2 separate regions of the Arachis hypogaea genome follow, and region 1 is linked to region 2. Evidence: chromatin contacts called from public Hi-C data. All regions are on one chromosome and are shown on one strand. Each heading gives the region's core, a stretch centred on a gene start, on an enhancer-like site or on the middle of the called end of the contact. The rest is flanking DNA. Distances are from core to core; before and after follow the strand shown. Region 1 holds the start of LOC112749500 (cytochrome P450 84A1). Region 2 has its middle 4.3 kb from the start of LOC112749499.

The links. Hi-C and Micro-C count contacts between places; a contact is called where the count stands out from the background.
Region 1: a contact with region 2 is called in a Hi-C map of leaf, with 3 times the contacts expected there. The contact joins the promoter of LOC112749500 here to the enhancer-like site in region 2. A contact is called at or near these places in 4 of 8 Hi-C or Micro-C datasets (leaf and an unstated tissue).

Annotation. Positions count from the first base shown.
Region 1 is chr15:12,403,594-12,408,081 of arahy.Tifrunner.gnm2.J5K5, forward strand. It overlaps LOC112749500 (cytochrome P450 84A1), which reads left to right and starts at 2,416. Exons shown (of 3, transcript XM_025797762.3): 1 at 2,416-2,822; 2 at 3,383-4,179. The coding sequence starts at 2,657.
Region 2 is chr15:12,327,866-12,331,868 of arahy.Tifrunner.gnm2.J5K5, forward strand. No RefSeq gene overlaps it. Among protein-coding and RNA genes, the nearest start is that of LOC112749499, 4.3 kb to the left of the region's middle. Within about 2 kb of position 2,531, at least 3 of the 3 cell types and tissues checked have open chromatin away from gene starts, as enhancers often do.

The DNA of each region.
Region 1 (4,488 bases), core at 1,166-3,665, 76 kb after region 2:
TACACTAATTGAATGAACTTTTTCAACTGTAAATATCATTAAGATCAGAGCTAATTGTATGAAAGGTGAATTTTAAATATTTTTAAATAATTATTGTCAATAAAAAATTATTCAATTTTTTAAAATATGAAATATACAAAAATAAAATATATTATATGTTATTATTTAAATTACTATTTTAATTTTTAATTTGTAATTAAATATTCTAAAGACTAATCATATTTTATAATAACAAAATATAATATATCAACAATTATATTACATATATATAAAAAAAATAATTATTTATACAAAATAAATTTTAAAATATAAAATATATATTAAAAATAAGTTAAATTATATATATATATATATATATATATATATATATATATATATATATATATATATATATATACAAATTCATAGTAGATACATAAATTTATAATAGATAATTTGATAGTTAATTTTTTATGTAAATATAATATTTTTATTATAAAAATTATCATGTTATATATATTTTTCTATTATCAAAATTTTATAGATGCGTCGTTGTATAGCATCGTTGAAAAAAAATAAAGTTTAAATAAAAAGAGATACTAAATTCCCTATACAAATATGTTTGATTTCATAAGGGAGGGGAAAGCCTCAATCATTTTAGTATTGATGATGGTAATGTTTTAACAATTTTTTTTTAGTTAATATTTTAAACTTTAAATATTAAATTATAAATTTTAATAATATAAAATAAAATATTTATCAAATATTAATTAATATTAGTAAAAATTGTTAATTAATCTTTCTCGCTCAAGATAGCATATTTAGCGGACTGTGAGATTTAATTGATATAATCAAGTTGCATGAATTATTTGAATGACAACGCACCTAAGCCTTCATAGTTATCACTTTATGGTATTACCGTATTAGTAGGTCTGAATAATGGTTTATTTACCCACTAATTCAAAGTTTCAAACTGAACCTATGCCTATTCGCAAATCTCCTTTCCTCAATCAACTCTAAAATAATCAACTTTTAGCTACACATTTAAGTATTTAACTTCCTATTTTCCTCTTACTTTTACTTAATTTTTTCGTTTGGAATGAAATACGTGCGTGTGAAAAAATTCACTATTCTTACATGAATATAGTTTTTTTTTTTTTTTAATATTTTAGTAAAATAACAGAGGTAGGATATACTAGCTTGTTCCAAATCTAACAAGAAAAAAAAGGCCCTCCGTGCTTTTTCAAGTCAAAATTCTATAGTATTATTCATGTGTATTGCGTCAAAACATATGACAGAAAAGAGAAGAAAGAAACAAAAAGCTTAATGGAAATTCTTAATCCCTTTCTAAATTTCAAATCACAGGAGGCTTAAATAATTTTCTATTCTGGTTTACTTTTTGCATCGTCAGTTTAATAACTCTTCAAACGCTGTTAAAGGCACATACAAGAGAAGCGCGCCTTGTCCAAACCTGTGTGTCGTCGCCCTTCGACCTTTTTACCCATTTTTTCTTATTCTTAAATTAATTAAAATCTCCAATTGCAATATTTAGAGGATTCGGTAAATTGTATCAATCAACCAAAATTAATTAAATTGTGTAATGTCATGATACTGTTATATATACTTATATGGGCGACTAAACAATTATATATAGACACGTATATTGATACGCAGGACGGTCTTATATATGACTATTTTTCTGGCTGAAAACAACACACCCTTTTAATTTCGCTTTCCCGTGGTTGGTCTTACAGTAATCTAAATTATTTTTTCTTTTCCTTCTTAGAATCATTTCCGTGAAAGCAAAAATTACAATATAATACGAATATTTTTTTTCTTCTAAATAAAAAATTTTATGCGTACTTATATACAATATTTTCACAAGAGAATGAGATATATATATCAAACTCATTGAAATACGAGTGTTAAATTGATGTTTTATTTTTTTATTAACGCTATATCTGATAATTCCTAATTAATATTATGTTTAGCACTTGCGAAAGTAAAATCTGTATACTGTAAAGACATCATATATATAGCTTTAGATGTTTATATAGCTCATTTTTTTATGGAAATGAAATGAGTAATATAATTTTTGGTATCTTTTAAAATTATAGGATGAATCAAAATTGAAAGGTCTGATTTTTATATTTTAAATTTTTTTAAAATAAAAATTAAAAAATTTGATTTTTAAATTCTAGAAATTAAAAAAATTGATTTTTGTATCTCATTAAATAATATCATATTTAAAATTAACAATCTAACCATTCATAATTTTTAAAAAAATACCATTATAAATGTAATATCAAAAATAAAAAATTATTTATATACGTTACAATATTTTCCTTTCATGTCAAAGTAAAAAAAATAAATAAATAAAAAAAGTGTTGCCGCAAATTTTCACCTACTTAGAGGAGATATTTTTAAGAAATAAGAGGGTCCACAATTTTGTGTTCAATATTGAAGCTCCACAGGAAAAGTGTGTATATAAGGCACCATACTATATGTCTCTACTTAGCAACATTTACAGTTGCATTATTGTCCCTCGTGACCAAAAGTCACAAGTGCTATCGCCACATGCACATAATCCATTTCTCCCTCATCGATCCCTTGCCAAAATAGTGTTTACAACTTATTATTTAGCCATTGATTAAGTCTATTACATAGCCAAATAGTTATGGATACGATTCAAAAGCCACTACTAAGCATAGCCAACTTTGAGCTCCAACCGCTCCACATGGCCGCCATGCTCGTAATCCCACTGATGTTGCTGCTAGGTTTAGTCTCTAGAATCCGCCGAAGGCCACCGTATCCACCAGGGCCTAAAGGCTTACCCATCATAGGTAATTAAACTTCCATTTCTATTTTTACTTCGTAAATCAATAAATTTAGAGTATCAAATGCAACTTTTTTATTACACGCACCAACACACTACCTCTTTTATAGAGAAAAGGAAAGTTACCTGTCCTCTCAGTATAAGAAAAAATTTATATTTTGTAAAACAATGTTATTTCTTATTTTTATATTAATAAAATGGTTAAAGTTTGAAAGAAATGAAGAATGGATCGGAGAAGATTACCTAAAAAATCTCTCCTATATATGTCTGTATGTAGTATATAGACAAAGATTCGAATCACTTTAGAAAATAGTGTTATGGAATGTTTGAGATTAGGTGGATAAGAATATGTACTTTTAACCAAAAAATTATGAAGCTAGCCTATATTTTTATAAACCTAGATAATATATATGCCAAAAAATGCTTTTATACTAAAAACTGTTCCTTCTAATCGTGTAAATAATAATTTAATTCTCTTTCATAACAATGGATCGGATATTTGTTTTGTTAATTTTAGTCTTATTGATGGAAAGAAAGTATTAACATTTTTTTTCCATATTGTTACAGGCAACATGCTTATGATGGAACAATTAACACACCGTGGGCTGGCTAAACTAGCAAGAGAATACGGCGGAATCTTCCATTTGCGAATGGGGTTCCTCCACATGGTGGCGATTTCCGACCCTGACTCAGCACGCCAAGTCCTCCAAGTCCAAGACAACATCTTCTCCAACCGTCCAGCCACCATAGCCATAAGCTACCTAACCTACGACCGCGCGGACATGGCCTTCGCCCACTACGGCCCCTTCTGGCGCCAGATGCGTAAGCTCTGTGTCATGAAGCTCTTCAGCCGCAAGCGCCAAGAGTCATGGGAGTCCGTCAGAGACGAAGTCGACAAGGTGGTCGGTTCCGTCGTCTCCAACACCGGAAAACCCGTCAACATTGGCGAACTCGTTTTCAACCTTACCAAGAACATCATCTACCGCGCCGCCTTCGGGTCCAGTTCCCAAGAAGGTCAAGACGAGTTCATCAAGATCCTTCAGGAATTCTCGAAGCTGTTTGGAGCTTTCAACGTCGCAGATTTCATCCCTTTCCTTGGTGGAATCGATCCTCAGGGCCTTAACAACAGGCTCGTCAAGGCTCGAGCTGCGTTGGACAGTTTCATTGACGGGATCATCGATGAGCATGTTCACAAGGTGAAGAACAACAACAACAACAATGATCACAGTAATAATATTGAAGAGTCTGATATGGTGGATGAGTTGTTGGCTTTCTACAGCGAGGAGGCCAAGCTAAACAATGAAGCGGACGATCTGCACAACTCTATCAAACTCACAAAGGACAACATCAAAGCCATCATTATGGTATAGTCATTCTCTTTCACTCTCTGCTCTTACTAAATTAATTAATTAAACAAATTTTAATTTGATTGTGACATGTCTCTTATTTGAGACTGCTATAGTGTTGTACTACTTACTGTAAATCTATCACGGAATTAGTAAGAATCTAATAAACGTAATTAAATCAATTAAACTCATTTCAAATTGGTTGATCTGTCATAAATGCCCCTAAGTAATGATTGTGTCCCAATGTTATACAGTGAGGAGTCAGTTAATCTTTTCGTAAAAAAGGAAAGACCGTTTGCAGGCCAAAAATATGACTATGATATATTA
Region 2 (4,003 bases), core at 1,281-3,780:
GTGTTTGGGGTCTTAACTCTTAAGTGGGAAGAAATGAAGAATCGAACATGGAGCATAACGAGGTATTTGAGGCAGGTATCTGTGTATTGGGGGATAAAAACAAATGACATGATGACAAATTTTGGAATCTCTCTATATAGTGGCTTGATACACCATCATAATCCTGCTTTGTTAGCTATCTATCTGGATGGAAATCTGAATTTGGTGGTGTTTGTTTAAGTAGGTGGTATCTCGCATTTAAATATTGAATGCTACCAGAAGGAGTTTGGTTGTGCTGAATCAATAAAGTCCTTACCTGACATCTGCATTGCATTCAGGCCCCCTTTTTTTCTTGTGGGGAATTCTATACTTCTAATCACGAAAACACCCTCTTCCCCATCCTTAATTCACATGAATGATATTTCAAAGCAGGCCTGCATAATGCTCTATTTATTGCTAACTACTTCACCCGCATTTCAAGTTTGGAGATGCGGTGTCGTTTTACAATAGAATTGAATGCATGCAAAACAGCAATAATATATGTTGTTGCCTCCGTCGATAATCTCAAAGCGTATTCTTTTGGAGTCAAGTGGAACTGAAGCAACTCACTCCCAATTTCGAAAGTCAATTTGCTATTTGATTACCATCCTCATCAGTATAACTTTTGGTTAATGCGTGTTTGCTAGAGTTATAATAGAGACCGAATAAAGAAATACGATTAGAGCAAATAATTATTCTAGCTAGCTAGTGTGGAAACGCTACTGTAACTGTGCAAGTGCTTTTTACCAAAATATAAAAAAGCCTTTAATGTTTCGTGGCAATCACGTGATGACTATATCTTACCCGTTCCGAACTACTTCTATAATGTCTATGATAGTAGCACAATAATAATTCTGCTACATACGCCACGATTTTGCTTATCTATGCTATTAAATTAATATGTATATTGATTTATTGATTCTATTTTTACTCGTAAATTTTGATGATAAAATAAAATATGGGTTCGGGTATTGGATTCATTATTGACACCATTAAATGTTATATTATAAAGTTCTTGAATTCGTGTACATGGGAGATTTTACATAAGCTCTAAGAGGGGGTACGTGTCCAGTAACGTTTATTTTTCAAATGGAAAAGAAACTATATATAGATCTTTATTATAGATCTATGATTCAAAATTCAAATCCTATTGAAACCGCAGCAAGCTAAGTGCGAGTTTGAATTCTAGTTCTTGGAATCAACCGAAAGAGTAATAGTGGCAGTAAAAAATAAAGGTAATAGGGTGAATAATAACGTGTGAGTCTGAATTTTAATTGAAGAATCATCCCCGGCACGTTATTATTGTAAATTATAAATGCAAAGAAAGAAGTTGGATTGTAATTAAGTATAATTAACAAACTAGCTACCAAAGAAGGAGCAAATATCTGCTGGAATATAATGGATATAAAGGTATGGTTGTTTTTAATTTGTTGCTACTTGCTACCCTGTTTTTTGAGAACACTTTATGGAAAAAGTAACATAGGTATCTCCATAAATCTACATATTAGGTTGCAACAATTATGCGGATGTTACCCAAGCTTTTTGACCACTATGTTTCTTTGATGAACGGTGATCATGTGCCCTGGACTCTACGTCCGTTCTCATTGCATCCTGCCCCCAATTTTTCTGTTAAAGACAAATGTCATTATGATGCAAGTTCGTATGTTATATTATGTTTGTATGTTATCTTGAGCACATGAGGTATTGTTAGTTTTAGAATTACGTGAATCAAATGCATTATCTTCCCTACAAGCTGATTAAATATCATTTCAATAACCATACGTATCAAATAAGCAATAATGGTAAAAATAGCTTTTATGATAATATTTTAAATGATCATTGTGTCCCTTGTAAAATAGCTTTTGAAAGAATGAATTGGGTATGATTATTGTTTATAATAATTTTTTTCATATGTTTATATACAGAAAGAGGATCATATGTCTAGTTATAACCTTATAAAAAATATGTGGACCAAATAATTATTTGGTTTATATTTTCATTCTTCTGTTTTAAAATTTTTTTTAAGTAAAAAAAGTTCAACACAATAAGGTGGAGCAAAAAAAAGAGAAACAAAAACTGATAACGCTAAAAATAACAATTCCATCTCCGGCATTGCCATCAATAACTAATCCGATGACTGACTCAGCCCAGCAAATTAAGAACTAATTCGCCGTGGTAGTGAACTCCATTTAAGGGTTTGAACCCCCGACACTTACTTAAGCGGACTAGTAAACTAACTACTAGACCAACCCAACTTGGTTAATAATACTTAGTTAAAGTTCTTGAAAACCTGATATCCCAATGACTATGGCCCATTGATAAGAGCCCACTAAAATTTATTTTCAGAATCAAGCAATCATACATCCAGTTATGTATGGGCTTAGATATTGATACTTTGACCCAAACTGTATAATCAAAACAGATGGAGTCTTAAAAAAAGGTACAACAATATGGAGATTATTGATATCCAACTATTGGGCTTCTAATACTGTTTTATATGAGCCTATCCCTTTGTTTCGTTAGGCAATGAATGAATATGCACTGCCCTCTTTAGCAATACATTAAATCACATGGAAAGGTGCATGCGGGAGTTTATTAATGAATTTTCTTTTTGGTGACTAGGAGTTTATTAATGAATTGATCAAGCTTAAGCAAGCATGGATATATATAATATATGTTTGTTTGGGAAAAAAAAGCAGCAGCAGCATGGATATATGGGTATCGAATCTATTCAACTGGCCACTATATATGTAAGTGGAAGTGTGGAACATTATAACATACGGAACTAGCAATATGCGTGTTAGTTGCCATCCATATTGGACTGAAACAGTAATTTCACGAGTCACTATAAAATAATTAACAAATTGTCTTTGCATTTCATTTTCAATATTATTTGAACTTGTTAGTCAATCATTATTTTTGTTTTTAGGCCAATGAACCCCTGTGAACGAGTGTACTACCGGTGGGTTGCCCATTACATACGGTACAAGGCCTCTTTTTTAGCTACAAGGCGTGAGAAGTGCTATGATTGGAATCCAGCAAATTCCATCAAATATTGGAATCCGTATATAAGTATATAAAACTATGATTGCTCCTTGGAATTATAGTATGTATAATACTGATGTGGACTCAACAATTTGTACATGTGAGATGTCTGGCAGGGTGCCAGTTAATACCCATTTTGCCCTTTGAATTTGGACTTATAAATTTTAATTTACTCAATCAAACTGCCAAATATTTAATAGTGACTCATTCTTGATCTTCGTTAATAGCGTGCTGAGTTAATATATCTATCTATTATATATTCTATTATATATTACTAACTTTGTAATTAAAATATATTATATATTAATTTTTATTATAATTAAAATAAAAATTTTTTAAATTAAAAAAAATATTTTTTATTAATTTTACAACTAAAATATGTACATATCATTTTTTATTGTAATTAAAATTAATATTTTTTAAAATTAAAAAATTCTTTTATCTTCTCTACTAATTTTACAACCAAAATGTGCCACATGTCACTTTTTCATTGTAATTAAAATTAAATTTTTTCTTCCAAAATTAAAAAGTTCTTTCCTCCTCCCTCTTTCTTTTTTTATTTCTTTCATTCCTTCAACTACTCTATCTCTTTTATATATCATTATTAATCACTAATTACGAATTTGACAATCAAAATGTGCAACATGACATTCTTTAATATACCTATATTACTATCTAATTTAATAACCAAATGTGTCACATAACACTCTTTATTAAAATTGAGAGAAAATATTTTCTTCTAAAATTAATAAACTCCCTTCCTAACTCCTCTCATCTATCTCTTTCCATTTTTCTATTTCTCTCTACTATTTTTCCTCTATATATAATTTATATTTTATATTAGTAATTTGACAAATCAAAATATGTCATCTAATATTTTTTATTACAATTAAAATAAAATTTTTCTTCCAAAATTAACAAATCCTCACCCGCATTCTTC